Linked DNA regions of Zea mays: all the other regions are linked to region 3. A link is a contact called in public Hi-C data. All regions are on one chromosome and are shown on one strand. Each heading gives the region's core, a stretch centred on a gene start, on an enhancer-like site or on the middle of the called end of the contact. The rest is flanking DNA. Distances are from core to core; before and after follow the strand shown.

Region 1 (3,290 bases), core at 508-3,007, 220 kb after region 3:
GCTAATATCATTTGGTGTTGCTTCAAGTTAAATTCCCATTTAGTGAAGCAACACGTTGCAAGAAAGAACTTGTCCTAGTGCTCTTCTCATCTAAGGCTTCTTGCTTTGTTATTCTATAACTTATTAGTTGTATTGATTTATCACTCCCGCATTATTTAGCAATACTCTTTTCAAGCAAGAACTTAGTTTGTATACTCCTATATTTGTATATCTTGTTCTAACCACTAATCAAGGGATCTAGTTGGGGGATAAAGTTTTAATTTTCAGGTTTCGCCTATCCACCCCCTCTAGGCGACTTTCAACGTTACTGTTCACGGAGTGGGTTGCAAGCGAGAGGAGGAAGAAGGGGTGGCGACTAGGGTTTGCCCTGCTCTATAGGGAAGCGGGCAATAATAATTGCTTTTGCTTTATTCCAAATAGAGGCATATATAGTTGTTTTTTAGTCTCTCATCTTATCTTATCTAACTAATTCATATCTAATAGATTCTCATCTTATCTTATCTAACTAACTCCTATCTAATAGCTTCTAATAGCTATCTCCTTATATAATGATAACTTGGCCCTTAAGCCTTCTGATCCTGACCCCAATGTCTCTTATAGTTGATGTCGATCATAACATCTCTCCATGTCTACAAAAACAACTCGTCCTCGAGTTGAAAGTTGGGGTAGAGGCGTCGAAAATTCATCCACCGGGAGTAGTCCCTGCCACAACGTCGTGGTTATGAGGACCTGTTGTAGCAAAGATATTGGTTGGGATATCATCGTTAATGAAGTCGGTCGACCCAAGTAGAAGAGGTGTTGAAAGATGTGGCCTCGGACGCACGACTCGTCATAGTTATAGCTGAGCCCTTGACGGTGCCACTCTTGCTGTTTGGTAGGGGAGAGACGACAGAACTGGCGAGCATGGCTGTCAGCTTCTACTGGGGTTGGCACGCCGCCTACGTGCTGGGGGCGGTTGCTGCAGCGCTCGAGTTTACACAGTCTGGCTCTAGCGCGGTGGGGAATTGGTGCCTCGCACCGCCGAGGCTAGTGGTGACGCAGCTGAGCGGGTCTCGAAGGCCCAGGCCTAGTACATGGCCGACTGGAGGTCCCATGGCTCGTGAAGCTGAGAGCACCTAGAGAGGGGGTGAATAGATGATCTTGGAAATTTTGCTCAACCCAACACAAACTTGGTCTATAATATGTGTTAGAGTAAATAAACCCATGTTTGAGAGTAGGGAGAGAGGAGATGAGAACTATTCACTTGATTGCTCTCTTGAGATGAGTATTAAACTAAGATAAATAATTTTGACAAAAAACTTAATATTTCTATTAAGTTAGTAGAACTATGTAATGACTATATCGTTAAAAGATCTTTTTGTTATAAGGAGAAAACATATAACTAGCTCCACACAGAGTTTGTAAGTTCAGCTCATTGTCTAATTTTCATAGCAAAAGTAAAATTACACCATATAGTCTATTTTAAATCTAAAAAATATTTAACTAGCGTTATCTCTAACTTTGCGTTATTTATCAAGTACATAAAAATATAGAATGAAATACAGTTTTAATTAATATATGTGTCTTTTCGTACCTTTATATAGACCATTTCGTGCCTGCCTTAAATGAGTCATACCTTGCTCGTCCGTGAGCCATGATCTCGACCCAAGTCTGGTTCGATATATCGGGCCCAGCCGGCTCGACGCTAAATTATTTTGAGCCATGTTGCATCTGGATCGTGTGTTTTTTTTCTTTTTCGGACCAACCTATTAGAATGTACACCTCTAGCGACTGTACTTGAATGGAGGGGGGTTGTTTTGCCGGCGGCAATATGTGAAAAGTTTGGGCACGAACCAAAGTACCAACACAGTCCAACACAGTCTGAGCTGCCTCTATGGAACAGTCACTCACTCGGGAGTCACTCTCCCGTCCTGATGCCCCGTTTCAATTTTTGAACTCCCGATCTGGCAATCCCCACCCACGCTCCCGAGCAACTTTCTACTCACTCCGGCGTCGCTTCGAATCCCAGCGCGGCGGCGTGACGCGTGAATGCGTGATCGACGCGCGGCGCTGCTCCTCCGGGAAACCGCATGGACGCCGCCGACCCTCTCTGCGCCATCACCTCGCCTGCGCGGCTCCTTCCGCGGACCCTTGGCCCCACCCCCTCGAAGGTCCGCGGTGCGCTCCTCGAGGCCATCGCACTCGCCCGGTCGCGGGTACGTGCACTCGCCCTTTGAGGCATGATACCCAGGCTCGAATCGCCGCCACGCGTGCTTGGGGTTGCCTGACAAGGAGGTCCATCTCGATAGTCGCTAGGGGTATAGGGTTCTGCGTTCATTTTTCCATTTAGAGCTTGAGTCGTTGCCCCCTTTCTAGGTCTATTAGAGCATCTCCAACGAAGGCTGCCTCAAATTGAAATATAGAACTCTACACGGTAAAAATTACTCCAACAATGTCGTATTTTATAAAATTTTGTCAAAAAAATATAGGAGACTCTCTCAAGTGCCTCAAATATACTACACTGTAATGGACTGTTCTATAATCTAGATTTGGTGGGCTACCCTATAATCTAGATTTAGGGTTTTAATGTTAGACCGGAATATTTTGTTGGTACCTGTTGAGTACCAAAATGTCCAGGCGGACGGTCCGGCCCTGAGGCCGAACGGTCCGCGGTAGCGGCGTGGACCGTCCGCGCGTGCGCAGAATCAGTTAGGATTCTGGATTTCTTGCGGGATTAACTCGAAGGCCGACTTATAACGGGTCCAGACCTCCCCTTTATATAGATGAAGGGCTATGACCGATTGAACCCCCCACAATCGATACAATCAAATCTACTTATCAATTTTACCTTATTTGTATCGTTCTTCCAATTCCTAGGAGTAGCAGTAATTTAGCCTTATGTTTAGATCTAATTTAGTCTTCCACGACAATCTCTCTTCGACTCTACGCCGATTAGAGGAGCACCGGGTGGCCTGCCGACCCGGAGCAACACCTAGGAACTCTCCCCCTCGACAGGATCTCTCCCGGAGCGAGCTTTAGGGTTCTTCGCGGAGAAGAAGACCCTCCGCGCTATCACGGATCGTCCGGCCCCAGGCGCGGACCGTCCGAAAGCGTGCAGAGGAGGAGCCGCTCCTGCCCCAGGTCGCGGACCGTCCGCGCCTCCGTAGAGAGCACCGCCAGGTGGTTCGTTCCAGTGTTTGGGACCAAGATCGGCGCCAACAGTGCCCTAAATCATATAAAATATACCCATTTTTAAATTATAGGGCATTTTTATAGGACATGTTGGAGATGCTCTTAGAGGGAAATACAGG
Region 2 (3,354 bases), core at 421-2,920, 180 kb before region 3:
ATTTAGTTAAACATTTGGTTTGTTTACTTGTAGTTACATTTCGTGGAGACAATTTCTTTCTACAAACTATTTAGTTATATTGCCTAGGTTATTGTTATGTTGGACCAGATTACCTATTTATGTCCAAACAATTTGCTTTCTACAAATCTCACTGGCCTGTGCAAGTGACAACAGTTATGTAGTGATGGTTCACCTGTTCGAAGTTTCAAGTGGTAGCATCTGTTTTGTGCATGGGCTTTGTTTGGGACATAGTGAACCTGTTCGAAGCAGTATTCACTATTATGCTAAGGCACACTGATTAATAAATCCTAGTTACAATAAAAAAAATTAAAATGTTACTCAATATGTATCTGGCTTATGCTGTCTGAGGTGCTCCACTAAATCTTCTTGTAATTGATGATGAACTTCATTGTCTCTTATATTCTTGTGTATCTCGATAAATTCCATAAGGTCAGGTGTCGCAAAATGAGAAGGTTGAACATTGTGTTCTAGGGAATCAAATCGTTCTTCTGGATCGACATCTCCCTCATCTTCAATAATCATGTTATGCATGATTACACGGGACTTCATTATGTATGCCAATGCCTCCATGTCCCATAAACGAGCAGGTCCTCGAACAATGGCGAAGCGAGCTTGTAGGACTCCAAAGGCTCGTTCAACATCCTTTCTTACTGCCTCCTGTGCTTTTGCAAAATATTTATTCTTATTTCCTTGTGGTTGTGATATAGTCTTTACAAATGTGGCCCATGATGGGTATATACCATCTGCAAGATAATACCCCATTTTGTAAGCATGACCATTTATGTTATAATTCACTTCTAGCGCTTGACCTTCAGCTAAGTTTGCAAATAGTGGAGAGCGTTATAGAACATTGATATCATTGTGAGATCCGGGTAAACCAAAAAAAGGTGTGCCAAATCCAGAGATCTTTAGATGCGACCGCTTCTAAGATAATTGTAGGTTCTCAAACGTGACCAGAAAACATACCATGATGTGTTGTTGGGCAGTTCTTCCACTTCCAATGCATGCAATCTATGGAGCCCAGCATACCAGGAAAACATCTCCCCACTCCAATCTCTAGTAAGCGACTTGTGTCATTCTGATTAGGTGATCTCAAGTACTCATTTTCAAAAATTTCGACCACTGCCTTAACAAAATTTCTCAGACTCTCGATAGCGGTACTTTCTCCAATACAAATGTACTCATCAGTGGCATCAACGGCTACCCCATTAGTAAGCATACGAAATGCAGCAGTTACCTTTTGTAAACAACTCAAACCAAGTACATTAGCTGCATTTCTTTTCTGTACGAAGTAATTATCATGATTTTGTATTGCATTCATAATGCGCAAGAATAGTGGACGACTCATTCTAAACCTGCACATTGGATAACAAAATTATACAATATATAATATATGACATGATGGTAACACAATAAGTTGGTATTTTGTATAAACCTTCGTTTGAAGAATTCTGGTCCATACATAGGATCATCTGAGAAGTAATTTTCATATAATCTTTGGTGTGCAGCTTCTCCCTTACAATGAACAACTTTATGGCCGATGACAGAACCACCATGCTTTGGTTCATTATTATGTTCTTTTAAAACTTGTGCTATGGTTATAAAAAACTCATAATCTAATTGTTGTTGCAATAGAGATCGCCGACTCATCCTATCAAAATTATTAAAACCGTTTTTTAATCACCATAAGGGCTATTTACCAATCGGTATATTTAATTCATATGCGCCAATCAATAAACTTCAAAGGCCCTAGTGATGGCACGATGTGCAATCAATATACTTGAATTATTAAAGCAAAATTTTATTAAAGTACCTGGAATTCAGCCAGTAGAGGAAATTCACAAGCGCGGTGGAGGAATCTTCTACCGCGTTACAGGAAATCTTCTCCGCTGTAGAACTAGGCGGCGCCGGCGCATGCAAAAGAAAACAATCAGAATTTGCATCAATGGATTGACCGCATATAGGCTGACCATGTCGTGGGCTTTGAACTATGGGCTCAACAAGGCGTGAGATGTGAATGAATATGGCCCATAAACAAATATGGGCTGAACAGATCATGGCCTATGTAAAAGTTTACGTCTATATTTAGGTGTATTGTTGGACATAACACATAAACCGTACGCTCAAATAGTTTTTAGACTGCTATCAAAACTACTTTTTGGGGATATTTTTTTAGGAATCTCTTGGAGATGCTCTGAGTCCATGTATTCTAAACTTCACTTTATCCTCTGTAAACAGTATAAACAATATTATCTATAATTCAGTATCCCCTGTTTTAAGATACCTGTTAGAGACGGTCTAAGAAGAAGCGCAGAATACTTTAAAAATTTGAGAGAATATGTGAGGGTGTCAATATTTATCCCAACAGGTGTTCTTTTGTGTGCTTATAAGTTAGGATTTGGTTTGGTGCGCAATACAGAAGAAAAGATTCAAACTTTTCTCTGTCTGGGCTCGTTGGATTGTCCCGTGTGCATTAGACAATGCACTGTGCACTGTTCGGTGCTCAGGCTTAGTGTTGGTTTGCAACTACCTCTATGCAGGTTGTCTGGTGCGCACCAGACAGTCTATTGTTGCCTGTCTGGTGTACCCATAACCGTTGTTTCTAATTTTTCTCTCGCTCAGGCCCAGTCTCCATTTTCTTTTCATCGCTTCATCTTCCTCGTGTGTGCTCCTCCTTTCTTCTCCGCGCTGCCGCTTGAGCCTCTCCTTACCGGTGGCGCCGCCTCTCCTCTCTTGTCGAGTTGTTGTCCAACTCACCACCAGCGACCCACCCTCCTATCATCTAGCATTCTCATCACTTGCTCCTCCTCCTTTTCTTCTCTGGTAAGTTTCTCAGCTGATGTGCTCTCTCCTTGTTCTTCGGTGTATTCGATCCCTTGGGAAATCTGAGATCTCTTGTTGAATGGATGTGCAAAACCTCACTTGTTTGTGTCCTTGTCAGCATCTCCTTGCAGGATCTTTGTCCCTACGAGGGTTTCCATACATGAAAGTGTCCTTTTCTCCACCTCTTCCAGCCATGCACTCCAATTATTCGCTAAAATGCCCAAACCAGCTCTCCAATTTAAAACAACAATTATTCCTTTTAAATGCCTTTTATTCTCTTGTCTTTACCTCTATGTACCTATTATCTACCATGTTAACCCACTTTGCCCCTGGTTCTATTTCACTTTCACCATATGTCATTCATACTCCTCAAGCGTCCCCCCTTCTTATATTCATCCTCACTCATCCATTGCTCCACATGTCCCACCATATGTAGTAACCAATGTACCAAACACCCTACTCAAAGTCCAATTATTAACTCCCTCATATGTCTCACATGCCTCCCGTTCA
Region 3 (3,356 bases), core at 501-3,000:
GGGTTAACAAGTGCTGTGCCTAGCAAAATTTGACTTTGTGACATGTCAATATCAATACCTCGCCACCATCATCCAGTACGAACACTTCACCATGTTCGAATGGAGACATAGTCCCAGCATCAGTGTTAAGATAAGGATCTGCATATTCAGGTAATTCAATGAGAACATGTCAACCACATGAAGACGAACACAAGCAACTAAAGCATCAGTGCAAGCAATAGCTGGCTTGCCACCATAGATTTTACAATGGCAAAGGTCACAATCAAGGCACAAGGGCAACATTAGTACAAGAGTCACAAGGCAACAACAGCAAAAACAAAGGGTATAGGTGGGTACTGGATAAGAATAAGTATTGCCAATCAAAACATGTAACATTAGATTGAATTAAGTCAAAAGATACCGCAGTGCAGAGCTGGCATCCATAGGTTCGTGGCATGAAGATAACTAAATCAGCATTGGTGTCATGTGATATCTAAATCAGCAGCGGCAAGCCCTCTATAGCATAATATATCTGGAAGACAGAGACAAGCATAGGAGGTGAAACCTAGTCTTCTCCAACTACCTTGTTTCCATGGCCACAGCATCGAGAACCAAAAATTGTGCTCAACTAATGAGAGTCGAGGCAAATTTATGGGCATCCAAAAAAGGCAAATTTATTGTCCCAAACGTGAACATATTAAGCCATTTCTGTTAAAAATACTAAAGAGAACATATTGCCGGAGGCACTTGCCCAGGCATAAGCGCTGACGACCAACCAGTGAAGTAAAATAAACCACAATGTTCTAGAATATCAGGCAAATCATGAATAAACCACCATTGTTCAAACTCCAAAGATTTATGGCTTAAGCAGAACATTCCCTAAGACCACTACAAAGTCAAATGGAAGTGTCATCCCTCCATAAATATATTCTTCTCCTAAACAATATCAGGAGGAAGGGAAACCCCATTCGCACGAAGGATAACCCTGAGTAGGTGGCCACCCAACTATAAAGCAGTCTTTGAAGGAAAAGAACCACAACGTCTTTAAGTGGCAAGATTGGCAAACTTATCATGAAAATCAGAGACCAGTTTTGACAACATATCCTCCAAACCAAAGGCACCAACGAATACAACGGCAATAGCACTGAGCGGAAGGTTCAAAAGAGGGACTTTTCACCTAACTCGACCAGGAACCCGGGTCCTCCGCACACCAACCTCCACCCACAGTCCCCGCCACGAGTATCGCTCCAAAACCAAATCTTTTGCCGGCCCATGTTGCCGGAACGGATCGAAAGCTCAGAACCACCCCCAACCTTAGGTCGAATGACAACCCTAACGCGCCGTTCCAGGTTTTAAAACGGAAGGTACGCGCGGTTCGTTTAGGTAAGGAGGAGACGGCGGCGGCGGGGGACACGTACCAATCTTAATGGACGTAATGCGGAGGCCGCACGCCTTCAGGACGACGCCGATGCTGCTGGCTGTAACGCCCTTGCCCAGGCCGCTCACTACCCCGCCGGTGACAAGGACGTACTTCATTTCTCCTTGTCCGGGAATCTCGGGCCCGACAAATCCGCCGCCGCCGCCCCACCTCCTCAATCCCCTGACCGGAGCGACAGTTCGTGACAAGAAAACCGCGCGTTCGCACGGACACACGAGCTGGAGTCCTCGACGCGGGCGCTCGTGCGCGCGGGCAATGGAGGTTTTAGGAGGTGAGAGGGAAGAGAAGGGAGTGGAGAGACAATGGAGGCAAGGCGGCTGTGGGGATAGACGGAGGAGGGGTTTGGAAAGGGAGGGGGCCATTTATACGCCCAAATCCCTCAATTCAACATTTTTTCCAGACTTGCCTTTGTGAATCGTCTGGGCTTGGCCGCTTTAGGTTCAAAACTGCACACAGTCACACACAAACACGTAGATATATAGACACGCCATCAGCTATGCGTACATAGGTCTAGCAGTCTAGAGTGAAAACGAGCATATATGGATGGATAGATAGGCTCTGTTTGGCACAGCTGCTGCTTGTTGAAAAAGCTGCTTATCTGATAAGCTGGTAGAAAGCAGCTTCTGCTTGTTGGTTGCTTTTAGTTCATTTTGAGAAGCTGCTGAACTGATAAGCTGCTGCAGAAGTTGTCTGTTTGGCAGAACTTCTGCTTAAATTTGTGAAGAAACTGAAAATAAGCTGTGCCAAACAGGGCCATAGTAGATCATTCAAAATCATATCCTATCGTATTGTATTTTAATCGGATTCGGGATTAAATATAGATAGTTACATACGGAACATATATGGATTCATAGACCGGATATTTATTTGGTGAATAGGTGATTGATATAGATATTATTTGGTCCGATAACATGAATTGCTTATCGTTTGTTCCAATTTAGTTCGCGAACAAAACAATTATAGACGAGCATTGTATGGAACATAGTTCAACATAATAATATAGCAATAAATTTAGATCATACAATAGTCCAATAAAATTCAAACATGATGACAAGATTCGAATCACATAATAGTCTAATACAACAAAAGCTAGTTTTCAAATAGCATAAGATAGTCTAATACAACAAGAGATAGTTCAACACAATAGTTCAGGGAAGCTGTCATAAGCACTGATAGTCAAATTGGTAAACAACTTGTCACATATTGCTCCATTCTCTTTTCTCTTCTCACTCATTATAGTTTCCGTGAAGGTTGACATCATCGACTTCAATGGGAGTTTCCTCGCACATGTATCGATTTTGCTGGTGCTAATCCTATTATACTTATGATAACAAAGGTGATTGTTTTATACATCCACTTAGTTTTTCTACATTTTCCTGATCTTTTTTACCACTATCATCTATCAATTAAAGCTACTTATTTCCTATGTTGATCACTTTCCTAGAGACACTAACTTGAATTGGATAGGCGACCGGGTTGTTAAGTTAGTTGTCAAGAAGAAACTTAAGTAGGAACCTTTTCCTTGCCATTCCACAGTATATGGTACTTACATCGAATGATTTGCCCAATTTAAATTTTTGCAAATACAACATCCTTAGTGTCCATTTGACAAGCTCAAAGTCATTGGTCGGCATCACAGTGATTATATTAGAGATTCAATATGATAAGGTCAGCATTTATAAGTTCTATAGATCTTCACTTTCTCTGCTTGTTCTATATTTCACCATCCTGACTGATTTTTATCCTATTAGGGTCGAGATGTATATATATAATAGTAAGCACTCATCACTTCCATTAATGTGTTCTTCTGTAGATAGTAGCGAGGAAAAAAATAAGGGTGTAATTACTGTTCTAAGGGTGCAATTGTGATGAAAAAATGTTCTTCACCTACCAACGCGAGCCCCCGATAGGACCTCGTCGTTGACCCGGCCATGGTGTC

What was found. A called contact is a pair of places that touch in the nucleus more often than the background predicts.
Region 1: a contact with region 3 is called in a Hi-C map of tassel, with 5 times the contacts expected there. The contact joins the promoter of LOC541778 here to the promoter of LOC100285653 in region 3. A contact is called at or near these places in 12 of 25 Hi-C or Micro-C datasets (bundle sheath, ear, endosperm and 6 more) and 1 of 3 datasets of contacts at active chromatin or transcription factors (leaf).
Region 2: a contact with region 3 is called in a Hi-C map of leaf, with 6 times the contacts expected there. The contact joins the promoter of LOC111589967 here to the promoter of LOC100285653 in region 3. A contact is called at or near these places in 2 of 25 Hi-C or Micro-C datasets (both in leaf).

Annotation. Positions count from the first base shown.
Region 1 is chr8:147,929,606-147,932,895 of Zm-B73-REFERENCE-NAM-5.0, forward strand. LOC541778 (CENPCB protein) reads left to right here and starts at 1,758. Exons shown (of 14, transcript XM_008658427.3): 1 at 1,758-2,195. The coding sequence starts at 2,070.
Region 2 is chr8:147,525,667-147,529,020 of Zm-B73-REFERENCE-NAM-5.0, forward strand. LOC111589967 reads right to left here and starts at 1,671. Exons shown (of 3, transcript XM_023300889.1): 1 at 1,457-1,671; 2 at 1,051-1,376; 3 at 340-836. The coding sequence starts at 1,671. The coding sequence ends at 340. LOC111589977 (a long non-coding RNA gene) reads left to right here and starts at 2,687. Exons shown (of 3, transcript XR_002749049.2): 1 at 2,687-2,844.
Region 3 is chr8:147,708,453-147,711,808 of Zm-B73-REFERENCE-NAM-5.0, forward strand. It overlaps LOC100285653, which reads right to left and starts at 1,751. Exons shown (of 21, transcript NM_001158544.2): 1 at 1,398-1,751; 2 at 59-138. The coding sequence starts at 1,515.